2 separate regions of the Macaca mulatta genome follow, and region 2 is linked to region 1. A link is a contact called in public Hi-C data. All regions are on one chromosome and are shown on one strand. The core of a region is the stretch at or near the end of the contact, and the rest is flanking DNA. Distances in the headings are between cores, read along the strand shown. Region 1 overlaps NOL10 (nucleolar protein 10). Region 2 holds the start of ODC1 (ornithine decarboxylase 1).

Region 1 (5,501 bases), core at 1,160-3,659:
GACTACAGGCGTCCGCCACCATGCCCAGCTAATTTTTGTATTTTTAGTGGAGAGGGGGTTTCGCCACGTTAGCCAGGATGGTCTTGATCTCCTGACCTCATGATCCGCCTGCCACGGCCTCCCAAGGTGCTGGGATTACAGGTGTGAGCCACCGCACCCGGCCTCAATACTATCTTACCACGTCTTGCCCACAACTCAAAAGTGTGAGCTAGACCTGAACTGGGACCAACAGGTCACCAAAAATATATGCACACAAAACTCATAGACACACACACACACCCCCTGTAAAAACATCTAAAAGCACCTAACGAAGTCTAAAAAAGCAAGAATAATGTCTACATTAAACCAAAACAAAATCGGAGCTGTTTTGCATAGCTTGTAACCCCTGCAGAATCTTTCATCTTAGCACTTTTTCTGGCCTTCCAAACAATGTTCACTGAGGTCATGATGGATGGAAACGGCCTCTACTGATTGTGCTTCCTAGGTCTCCACTAACAGCTCTGCCGAAAGATCTCCAGGAGCCTTCAGACATAATTAAAGAAGTTCTGGGGATAGAAGCCCCATCTTTACTACCACAAGGAAGGTTCCTACTAAAGACCTCTCCTAAGCCTTCTCCACTGGCTCAACCCTGAACACTCAACAATGAACATTCCACAATGAAATACAACAACACCTACCAACAAACCACAGAAAGTGCTCTAATGTAATTACACAAAAAATTCAGACTGCACACAGCTAGATTGTTTTCTAAAACGGGGGAGGATCTCACATAGCCACATATGGCTAATGATATAAGTAGGTCTACTACGAAACTCAAGTGAGGAGGGTCAGGGCTGAAAGTAATTATGAATGAGAAAAAGAACATCATAGAGCCCAAAGAGTATGAGCAGCTTCTAACAAGTACAAACAGAAAAATAAACGGGTGAAAGCAAGTCTTAGTTCAGCAGAAATTAAGATAATCAAGGCAGAAGAAGAGAAGAGCATGAGCACCGTGGCAGGCAAGTCACATTATCAGCAAGTTACCTCCCTTGCTCAGGGCCACCACATAGCTAATAAGTAGAGCCACTGACAGTCGACCAATTCCAAAGCTCCATAACACGGGACTCTGACATTTCATCAACTAAGATAAAACTAAAAGACCTCTTGCATGATCAAATAAGAAACCATTTTTAAAAAGTCAGTATAAATACCACATGGCAAAGTGAAAGATGTGTTTAATACAATGTCAAACTAAAAAGCAAAAGGTAACCATAAGTACAGTGTGAGGACAACTTAAAACATATGAACACAGGATTAATATGGTTTCACTCATGAAGACAGTAATAGTATGTAATAGTACGTGTAAAGAGTTTGTGGCATTGAGGACTTTTTTCCTTTAAATTTATTTTAGTGTTGTTTATTATTGTTTCCACAATAAAACTATGCATTTTTAAAGGAAGGAAAAGATATCACCTAGAGTCAAAAGAACACATTTCCAATATGAACCAGTACACTATAGTGTCTAGTATGCAGTGTACTGTACACTGTAATAATACAATAAAAGAGAATTTGACAAAGTAGTGCCCTCCCCAGAAACATGCATGAATCAGTACTCATCTGCATGTGCTCTGGGGACTAAAGGACTCACTGAAGTTCACGACACAAACACAGTGCTCTACAGCTGCTCAAACTGTGTCCCCAGAGCCAGACTGCAAACTGTCACCAGGCCAGGAAATAAGCGCAGAAATTGAAAAGAAGCATTTAGAAACCTGCAGTTCAACACTGCAGTGACATCCAAACGTGTGATCATATTCCTAGTAATTCATTTGTATTGTATTTTACAGATGTATCAAGGTACAGTGGATTAGAAACTTTGAAACAAAACAAAAAACCAAAATCCCGGTCTTCGCCAAACATGTTGGGAAGCGCTGCACAAAAACATATGGCATCAGTCACTGCCTTGAACAGCTCAGAGGAGACAGGCTGTGCACACAGAACTGTGCCAAAGGGGACTGGCAGGGGTGCTGCTGCCCTATATAGAACCTAAAATGAAAGTATGGGGCATTTGAGTTTACTATACAAGGCACCAAAGATATTTACAGATGACCCCAACAGTTCTCCACGTATTTAGAGGGCACTGATAGGGAATAAAAGACTTTTTCACATTTACCAGTAGAGGCAGTCTCCAACAGCCCTGTAAAGCAGGTGAGAATGCTGAGGTTGGGGAATTTCCACCACTATTAAGGCTGAATTGGGTCTTTCTTGAGCCCAGTGCCCATGTTCTTTGCTCTCTACCAAAGGTTCTGAAACCACCAATGCTGATTCCACAGGTCTGGAATGGGACTCAAGACACACGTAAGCTTTACAAGCTCCCCGTGTCGTGAATCTGATGCACACCCAAGTCATAGAGCCATGCAGTCTCTTCAAGTGCCCTGACCCGCATGGAGCAGCTGCTCACTGTACAGGTGGCCGGATGAGCCATACAAGCAGGGCCCTGAACAAGGCAGGAAGGCGGAACCATTTCCCAACATACTGAGCAGCCTTGGTATAAGAAAAATATTACAAAACCATAATCATGATTATGCTTCAATTACTCCAAAATGAGTAAGTGAAAAGAAAAAAGAAAGACAGTTTCAGCTTTTCTAAACTATGATTAAGCCCACAATGATTAAGCACAGACACAAAGAGTACCGCTGGAGGAAAAGGTGTGGGAAAGCAAGGAATAGCAGAGCGCATGAACCTGCCACACTCAGATCCAAGCCACAAAGAAGGGGCGCCTACTGGTCTTGCTTTGCTTGCTCTCTTATGAAAAATTATTTGGCTAGCTTTTCTACTCTTGATTAACCTCTTACGAGTTATTAGATAGTAACAGTCATTCGTTTGTCCGAAACATCATGCTTGGAATTGTTAGTTTGCATCAACCTTACCCCTCTCGGATACTGCGACTATCTGGAGACCCCAGCAGCCTGCACATTACTCTTGCCCCAAATTTAATCTAAACTTAATTAAGTCTTTAGACTTAACTTCGATTTTAGAAAAAATACAGGGTAGAGGATCAAATTAAACAACATCATGAGAAAAAAAAAATCACATAAATCGAGGATGAGGGATATTCTGAGACCACTGGCCTGATCTTTAAAAAGTCAACGTCATGGAGAAGAAAAGAAAAAGATGTGGGGGACTATTCTGGATTGAAAGAAACTAAAGATATACAATAGCTAAATGTAACACACAACCTCAGTTATATCCTGGTTCAAAAAAAACAACAAAAAACAAAAACAAAAACAAAAAAACCCACACCTAACAAGGGTGTATGGAGAACAATTAGGAAAACCTGAAAATGGACTGGATGTAAGATAATATTAGAAAAAGGGCTGCCATTTTTATTAGGCACGATAAGGGACCTAATAATTTCAATGATTTTCAGGAGATCAATGCCACCCTCAGTGCAGGTAAGTGCCACCATGTCTGCAGCTGGCTTTTGAGTGATTCCACAAAGACACCAGAACAACCACAGAAGCACCAAGATAAATAAATCAGTTATGGTGAAGATAACAATAACAAACATTGGGGAGAGAATATAAAGATGTTCATTCTACCACTTTTTCAACTTTCCTGTATGTTTGAAAATTTTTTTTTTTTGAGAGAGTCTTGCTCTGTTGCCCAGGTTGGAGTGCAGTGGCATGATCTCGGCTCACTGCAACCTCCGCCTCCTGGTTTCAAGCAATTCTCCTGCCTCAGCCTCAGCTACGTTTGTATTTTTGGTAGAGACAGGGTTTCACCATGTTGGCCAGGCTAGTCTCGAACTCCTGACCTCAAGTGATCTGGACGCCTCGGCCTCCCAAAGTACTAGGACTACAGGCGTGAGCCACTGCGCCTGGCCTGAAATTTTTCATAATTAAATACTGTGGATAAAGTGACCTTTTTTGTTTGTATTAGTAATATGGACCAGGGATCAGCAAACTGTCTCTGTAAAGGGCCGGGCAGTAAACACTTTAGGCTTTGCAGCCCACCTGGTCACTGTTAAAATTACTCACCTCTGCCACAGTGCTGCAAAAGCCACATGGACAATGTATAAACGAACAAGGGTGGCTGTGTTCACATAAAACTTTATGCTGAAAGACACTGAAATCTGAATTTCAGTCACAAAAATTTGAATTTCCATGTCATAAAATATTACTGTTCTTTGATTTTTTTTCCCCAACCATTTAAAAATGTAAAACCCATTCTTAACTCAAAGGCTGCAAACTACCAAGTGGTGGACTGGATTCAGCCTATAGGTCAGTTTGCCAAATAGACTTTTTAAAATGCAACTCATTAAGAATGTTTTCTGACCAAACTGTCAAACATTTCTTCATAAATATTACTGTAATAAGTAACTATTAAAATCACTGTGCTACAAATGCTTCTACAATTAAAATGTTATCAACATAATTTTTTTTTTTTTTTTTAGGTCTTGCTTTGTCACCCAGGCTGGAGTACAGTTAGTTTCGAGATCATAGCTCACTGTAAACTCAAACTCCTGGGCTCAAGCAATCCTCCTGCTTCAGCCCTCTGAGTATCTGGGACTACAGGCGTGTGCCACTGCTCCTGCTAATTTCTTTTATTTTTAGTAGACACAGGGTCTTGCTATGTTGACAAGGCTGGTCTTGAACTCCTGGACTGAAGTGATCCTCCTGCCTCAGGATTATAGGCACGATGGGATTATAGATGTGAGCCACTGCGCTAGGCCATAATAATCTTCATTAAATAAGTGTTCTTCCCAGAGAGAAACACTTCTAAATTTCATTAAAAACCATGTTTATTTTTACAATTTTTATGCCATTTTTAATGACAAATCATTTAAATTTTTATTGTAAGACCAGGGGAGAGCCCAGCGTGATGGTGCGCATCTACAGTCTCAGCTACTCAGGAGACCGAGGCAGGATCGCTTGAGCCCAGGGGTTCAAGGCTGCAGTGAGCTATAAATGTGCCACTACACTCCAGCTTAGGAGACAAAGTGAAACCCTGTCTCTAAAAAAATAAATACAGACCAGGCAAAAAAATAAAATCAGTATTCCAGAGATGTGTGGTTGAATTATCAGCACCCTCTCAATCCAATTTAAGTCTCTTCCTCAGCAGTTACCTGGGTAACAACACTACTAACAGATCTTTACAGCCATTAAAGGTGGGGGACAGATGCACAAAACTTGACCTGAGATATCAAGTTGACCACAAGAAGAGTCCAAACTCTAGCCCTGCCTCGTGGAGAAGCTGTTTGTGCATAGCAGCCTCGGGGTGGCAACAGATTGGCACTCATTTCACTCTCTGAGCCTCTACATTCTTCGTTACAATGGAAAAACTGAGGCAACCTACCAGCCTCAAAAATCCCCGCTACACTGGGCCAGGCACAAGCACTTTTTTTTTTTTTTTGAGATGGAGTCTTGCTCTGTCGCCCAGGCTGGAGTGCAGTGGCGCGATCTCGGCTCAAGGTAAGCTCCGCTGTGGGTTCACACCATTCTCCTGCCTCTGCCTACCGGAGT
Region 2 (5,501 bases), core at 1,814-4,313, 200 kb before region 1:
TCTCACAAAGGCAACTCTCCAGGAATTCCAAATCCCTCTGCGTGTGCCCTTGGAGCAGCAGTGACAATCTGTGAAATAAAACAGGGAATTTGCTGTCTACCTTAGGAACACATCAAGTTGAAGATGGGGCACTGGCCGAGCACACGCAGAGCTAATCATACCCCGGATATAAATCACTCACTAGCCTGGTGATCCCAATTATTACTAGGTATAAGGCACATGATTTCATAAACCTTGGCAGTATAAGGACACCACAAATTCAATACCAGGTTTTGCCAAGGCAGCACACTAAGCATTTCAAATATTTGTACCAAAAAAAAGTAGAACGCAAGTTTCAGAAGCTTATCTGCACTTAGCTCACTGATATGGAAAAAGTTTTATAATGGTCTGCTTTATTTCAGAGCAGTTTCAGTTCTTTAGAAACTTAAAATAGCATTATAGACTTTTTCTTTTTTTTTTTTTTTTTTGAGACGGAGTCTCACGCTGTCACCCAGGCTGGAATACAGTGGTACAATCTTCGCTCACTGCAACCTTTGCCTCCCAGGTTGAAGCGATTCTCCTGCCTCAGCCTCCTGAGTAGCCAGGATTACAGGCGCCTGCCACCACATCCCACAAATTTTTCTGTTTTTTAGTAGAGACAGGGTTTCACCACGTTGTCCAGGCTGGTCTTGAACTCCTAACCTCAGGTGATCCACCCACCTGGGTCTTCCAAAGTGATGAGATTACATTATAGCCTTTATATACAGCCATACAAACATCTTGCTATTTCCTACTTCCACTAAGTCTTAGAATGATTTTTACTGACCAACAGGCATCATGGAAATGTCTGGAGCATTTGAGATTTTACAAGTTAATTTTCAGGTATTAGCTGGGTATATACTTCTTAAAAACTGTAATCCTCAAGTCAATTTATCACATTGTATTACAGTTGCTGTTACCTAATTAGAATTCAGTTTTTTAAAAATTTTTAAATTAAAAAAATTTTTTTTTTGAGACGGAGTTTTGCTCTTGTTGCCCAGGCTGGAGTTCAATGGTGTGATCCCGGCTCACCTCAACCTCCGCCTCCCAGGTTCAAGCGATTCTCCTGCCTCAGTCTCCCGAGTAGGTAGGATTACCGGCATGCGCCACCACACCCGGGCCTCGGCTAATTTTGTATTTTTAGTAGAAACGGGGTTTCTCCATGTTAGGCTGGTCTTGAACTCCCGACCTCAGGTGATCTGCCTGCCTCAGCCTCCCAAAGTGTTGAGATGACAGGCGTGAGCCACCGCGCCCGGCTAGAACTCAGTATTCTGAAACCAGCATTGCCTACCAAGTTTAGCAATTCCGGAATGCCAACTGTTCTTACAGGCACTCTCATATTTGCTTAGCTATGAGAATAATTTGGGGCTAACTTCACCAATAAGAAAAATAAGCAAGAACATCACGCTAGTAACAATAAAAGCCACTGTATTTTGATTTCATCAAATGTGACACACTGGTGAACCAGTTTTCTTAAAATTATTTATTTTAACCTTTAAAAATTTCTGCAGGTAGAGCTTTCTTCTTTTCCACTGTGCAACCCACTTCAGTGCCAGCAGCCTACAGGCACAGAGGCCAGGCAATGGTTCGGGGACAGTTTGCTCTGGCATGGGGTACTATGACAGGCCCAGGGGGACGGGCCTGTCATAAATCCAAACCCATGCATGGAATTTGCTTTAAAGCTCTATCTATTGTGACTACTCGGCAGTGTCAACCTCGGAAGTTGCCTAAATCACCCCTCGGAGAAGGCAAGAGAGTAACAACGCTAGCAAAACCATTTTTGTTATAGAAATGGTTATATATTGTTTATATAAAGAATATTTACAATTTAATAATAAATAGGCTTACGCAGACACGGACGGGGTCATTTAAGGCCTTGTTACATATTTTTAAGGCAATGTTCAGGCCTAAACTTGGAAAGTTTCGATTTCTTTTTAATATGCCAACACTTTTTTGCTTTTTCTGTATCTTTTAAAGCGTTACTTAAGTAACTTACTTGAATATATTTTACTGAAGAGCACCTTTTGGTCTTTCTGTAACAGCTATTTAAAATGGCGAATCAATTAGCACAAGACGGTAATGTTAGAAGAGAGAGCGGCTAATTCAAACAAACTTTCAAAAAATGTTCACAAATCAATTAAAGTCTGCCCAATTTTATGTTTAAACAAAGTCAGCCAACACATTCTTTGTCCTCCCCAGACATTCCTGAGAGGTTCTGCCTTCTACACTTTCACCAATTATTTCGGGTTCGCAAACAGCACAATCAGCCTTTTCTGAAAACCTTAGGGCTGGCTCCCCTGTGTACGTCCGTTCATCTGAGCCAAGCTTTTCCGAGATCACCGAGTCATTCAGAGTCCTTAAATAAACACCTCTAAGTCATGGCTGGCCGAGCAGCTAATATCACAGCTACTACAAGACTATCTTAGCTCTACCCACACTCGCGGGTTTCCAAATTGGTGTCATCTGCTCTGTAGACACAGCGAAAATAAAAACTGGAAGGAAACTGAAGGCGCCAAGGCCGGGGCCCCGCTCGTCTGTACCGAGGCGAGTCCGGGCTCTGCGCCCCTGCACCTGCTGCGCGCCCGCCAGGGCCTCCTCAACGGCTCCCCGGCCCGCGCGCGGCCGCCGACGGGTTGGGAAAGGAGGACGGCGCGGAGACGCAGAATCCCTGGGAGGGTCTCCGCCAGGCCCCTCCAGCCCCGAGCTGTGAAGACGGGGGCAGGACGCGGCGCCCGGGTCACCCCTATCCAGCCGCGGGAGATCCCCGGGCCGGGAGGAAGCGGCGCCCCAAGGTCGTGGCCCGTTCGGCGACCACGTGTCTCCGCAGGCCGGCGAGGCGCGCCGCACACGTGCCCGGGGCCCGCCGCCCGCCGCCCGCCCCGGCTCCCGCCTCCCGCCTCGCTCCCTCCCTTCCTCCGCAGCCGGGCGGTCCCTCACCTCAGAGCGCCCGGGCGCCGCGGGCCAGCCCCATGGGGAAATGCAGACGCCGGAGCCTGAGCCGCAGCCGCAGGAGCGCTCGGCCGCCCCCGCCGCGCCCGTCAGCGCCTGGCTCCCGCCCGCCGGAGACGCCGGCCCGAGGTGGCGCCGGAGCTGCTGGCACAGGGGCGGCGGGCGGCGGCGGCGGCGGCTACAGGAGGGACTGACAAAGCCACACGGCGCGCAGCTCCCTACTTATAGCGCCGGCGGGTCGCCATGGAGACGCACCAGCTCAAACCAGCCACGATCGGTTCCGGCCGGGACGCCGCCGAGGGAGGGGCGGGGGCTCGGCGGTGGCCAACCCAGGCCCGCGAGGAGCTGGTGGGGCGCTGGCGGGCCGACGTCAGCGGAGCCGAGCACCGCCCGCCCCACGCGTGGCCCCCGCCCCCGGCCTCGCGCCCCGCCCTCCCCACCCTGCGGCGGCCTCGCCCCGCCCCGCCCTGCGGCGGTCCGCCCGCCTGGAACTGGTCCGCGCACGCGCACGACGCCGCAGGCCCCGGCCCGCGGCCGCTGAATGGCGGAGACTGTCCCTGCACAGCTGTGCTTCCACCTGGCCTTCAGTGCCTCGTGCCCGAGAGCGGAAAAGGGAAATCGCGAGCGGAGCACCGGTGTGCTGGCCACGTGGGCCCCGCCGGGCCGACTCGACCGTGCTGTCGCCCGCCGCTCCAGTGCTAAGGGACCTGGAAGAGATCCCGGTGCAGCTCCGCTCCCACCAGCGAGGGAGCAGAGGCGCGGGAGGGAAGGGGCGTCCCGGGGGTCGCCAGCACGCTGGGGGCACGGCTGGCAGCCTCCCCCACGCCCCCACGCTGGAAGCCTCGTCTTTGTAACATCCGGTGTCCTGTAACTAGATGGGTCCTGTCCTGCGGAGGTGGTTTCCCCTGTGAAGCCAGAGATTCACCCAGGAGCGTGAGGGGAGCCGGGTCCTGAACCCCCAAGCCGCCCACTACCCTCTACTTTACCGGATGGAATTCATCAGTAACTAGGTATCTTTAAGGGCGGCTCCCTGGCGCGCTCTGACAGTTACGGAAGTCCCAAAATGCTTTGACCGAAAACGTCTAACAGTGAATACATAAGGCAAAAAGCCGCGTGGGAAATTCGAGTCCCTAGGAGCGCCCGGGGGATGCCTCTGGAGGTGGACTGCCACTCACCCCAGGCCACGCTGGAATGCCCCCACCAGGCAGGCACTGGACTTGAATTGGGGACACTTTTTTTTTTCTTTTTCATTTTTTCATTTTTTACCATTTTGGACAATCCAGACAGGTTATGTCTCTCCCTAGGGTGGGGATTTCGACTGACCGGAGTGTGGCCGATGAAGAGTTAAAGAGAGGAGAGGGTAGATCTAGATCTAGTCCTGGGTGGGTAGGGGTGGGGTTGCAGGAGCTCAGAGCACTGGCCCAGCCCTGCCCCCAACTTGCTGTGTTCTCTTGGACAAGTTACCTCCCTTCTCTGGGCCTCAGATAACCCAAGAATCCTTACATAGATATCTTTATAGCCACAAAGCCCTGTGAGGTTTTTGAAAAACTTCCTTGGTATCCAAAGCCAGGTCTGAGGTACAGTCAGTGAATACCTGTTTAATGAATGCATGCATAAATGAATGAATGGATGATCCAGCTCTTCCTGGAGCAGGCGCGACTTCCACAGAAACAAAAAGAGGGCAAACGCGAGCCGTAAGCAGAAGTGAGTCTTCTTCCTATGTGAAGGGATGTGGGGGTGGTCCGCCCTATCTGTCCTTGAGCACCCGCCCGGACTAGAGGGGTGGGGGTGGCTCCACCCTTAACAAGCTTAATTCTTGATGAGATTAACCATCAGAACCCATGAGAGAACGTTATAGCTCCAGCGCTGAATGGGACATCTTTGATTCTGTGGTGATGCGGACTTTGTGCTTCTCTGTGAGGAAACACTTTGTTCCAACGACGCAATTTTCCTCACACTCCGGAAGTGTCCTGCACTGCCAGAATTGCCCAGCTTCCTGGCACACCTACCAACCAGTCATTCCCAACACTGCCCAGTATGCAGCCTCCCGGCAGAGGGCCTGGATGTCTTGGCAGGTAGGGTTCCCCTAGCAGCCTGGGGTGGCCAGATAGAAACATTAACTGGAACTGGAGCACCGGTGTGTTGGCCACGTGGGCCCTGCCGGGCCGACTCCGGTCCCTGCTGCCGCCCACCGCTCCAGTGCAAGGGACCTGGAAGTGATCCCGGTGCCGCTCCAGTTCCAGATCCAGGGAGCCAGGAGGGCTCCGACTGGTGCACACACAAGCCACTCACACTGCTGTCGCCCACATACCTTCCTCTCCTGCTAGCCCACCCCAAAGCCCAAACTCCTGCCCACATGCTGGGAAGGTGAGGCCTTGCCTGGACAGCCCAGCAGGGAAAATAGAAGGAGGGAAGTAGTCCCGCTGCTTTCCCAGAGCTCTGCTCTGCGGCTGCAGGAAGACCCGCAGAGGCCCTGGGCAGCAGGACTGTGGACAGCAAGGCCTGAGTGGTGAAACCCAACCACTCAACTGGAT

What was found. Hi-C and Micro-C count contacts between places; a contact is called where the count stands out from the background.
Region 2: a Hi-C map of fetal cortical plate shows a contact between it and region 1, with 2.1 times the contacts expected there. The contact joins the promoter of ODC1 here to the enhancer-like site in region 1. A contact is called at or near these places in 5 of 14 Hi-C or Micro-C datasets (blood, fetal cortex germinal zone, fetal cortical plate and 2 more).

What each region holds. Positions count from the first base shown.
Region 1 is chr13:114,164,144-114,169,644 of T2T-MMU8v2.0, reverse strand. The region is part of intron 10 of NOL10 (nucleolar protein 10); the gene reads right to left. Among named protein-coding and RNA genes, the nearest start is that of NOL10, 38 kb to the right of the region's middle. Within about 2 kb of position 2,409, at least 3 of the 40 cell types and tissues checked have an H3K27ac peak or open chromatin away from gene starts, as enhancers often do. A contact at or near this core is called in fetal cortical plate, where this site is marked.
Region 2 is chr13:114,364,292-114,369,792 of T2T-MMU8v2.0, reverse strand. It overlaps ODC1 (ornithine decarboxylase 1), which reads right to left and starts at 3,063. Exons shown (of 12, transcript NM_001198686.2): 1 at 2,956-3,063; 2 at 1-68. It overlaps LOC114671773, which reads left to right and starts at 3,211. Exons shown (of 2, transcript XM_077960146.1): 1 at 3,211-3,689; 2 at 3,843-5,501. The coding sequence starts at 3,211. The coding sequence ends at 3,669. It overlaps LOC114672021 (small nucleolar RNA SNORA42/SNORA80 family), which reads right to left and starts at 1,682; the gene lies at 1,549-1,682.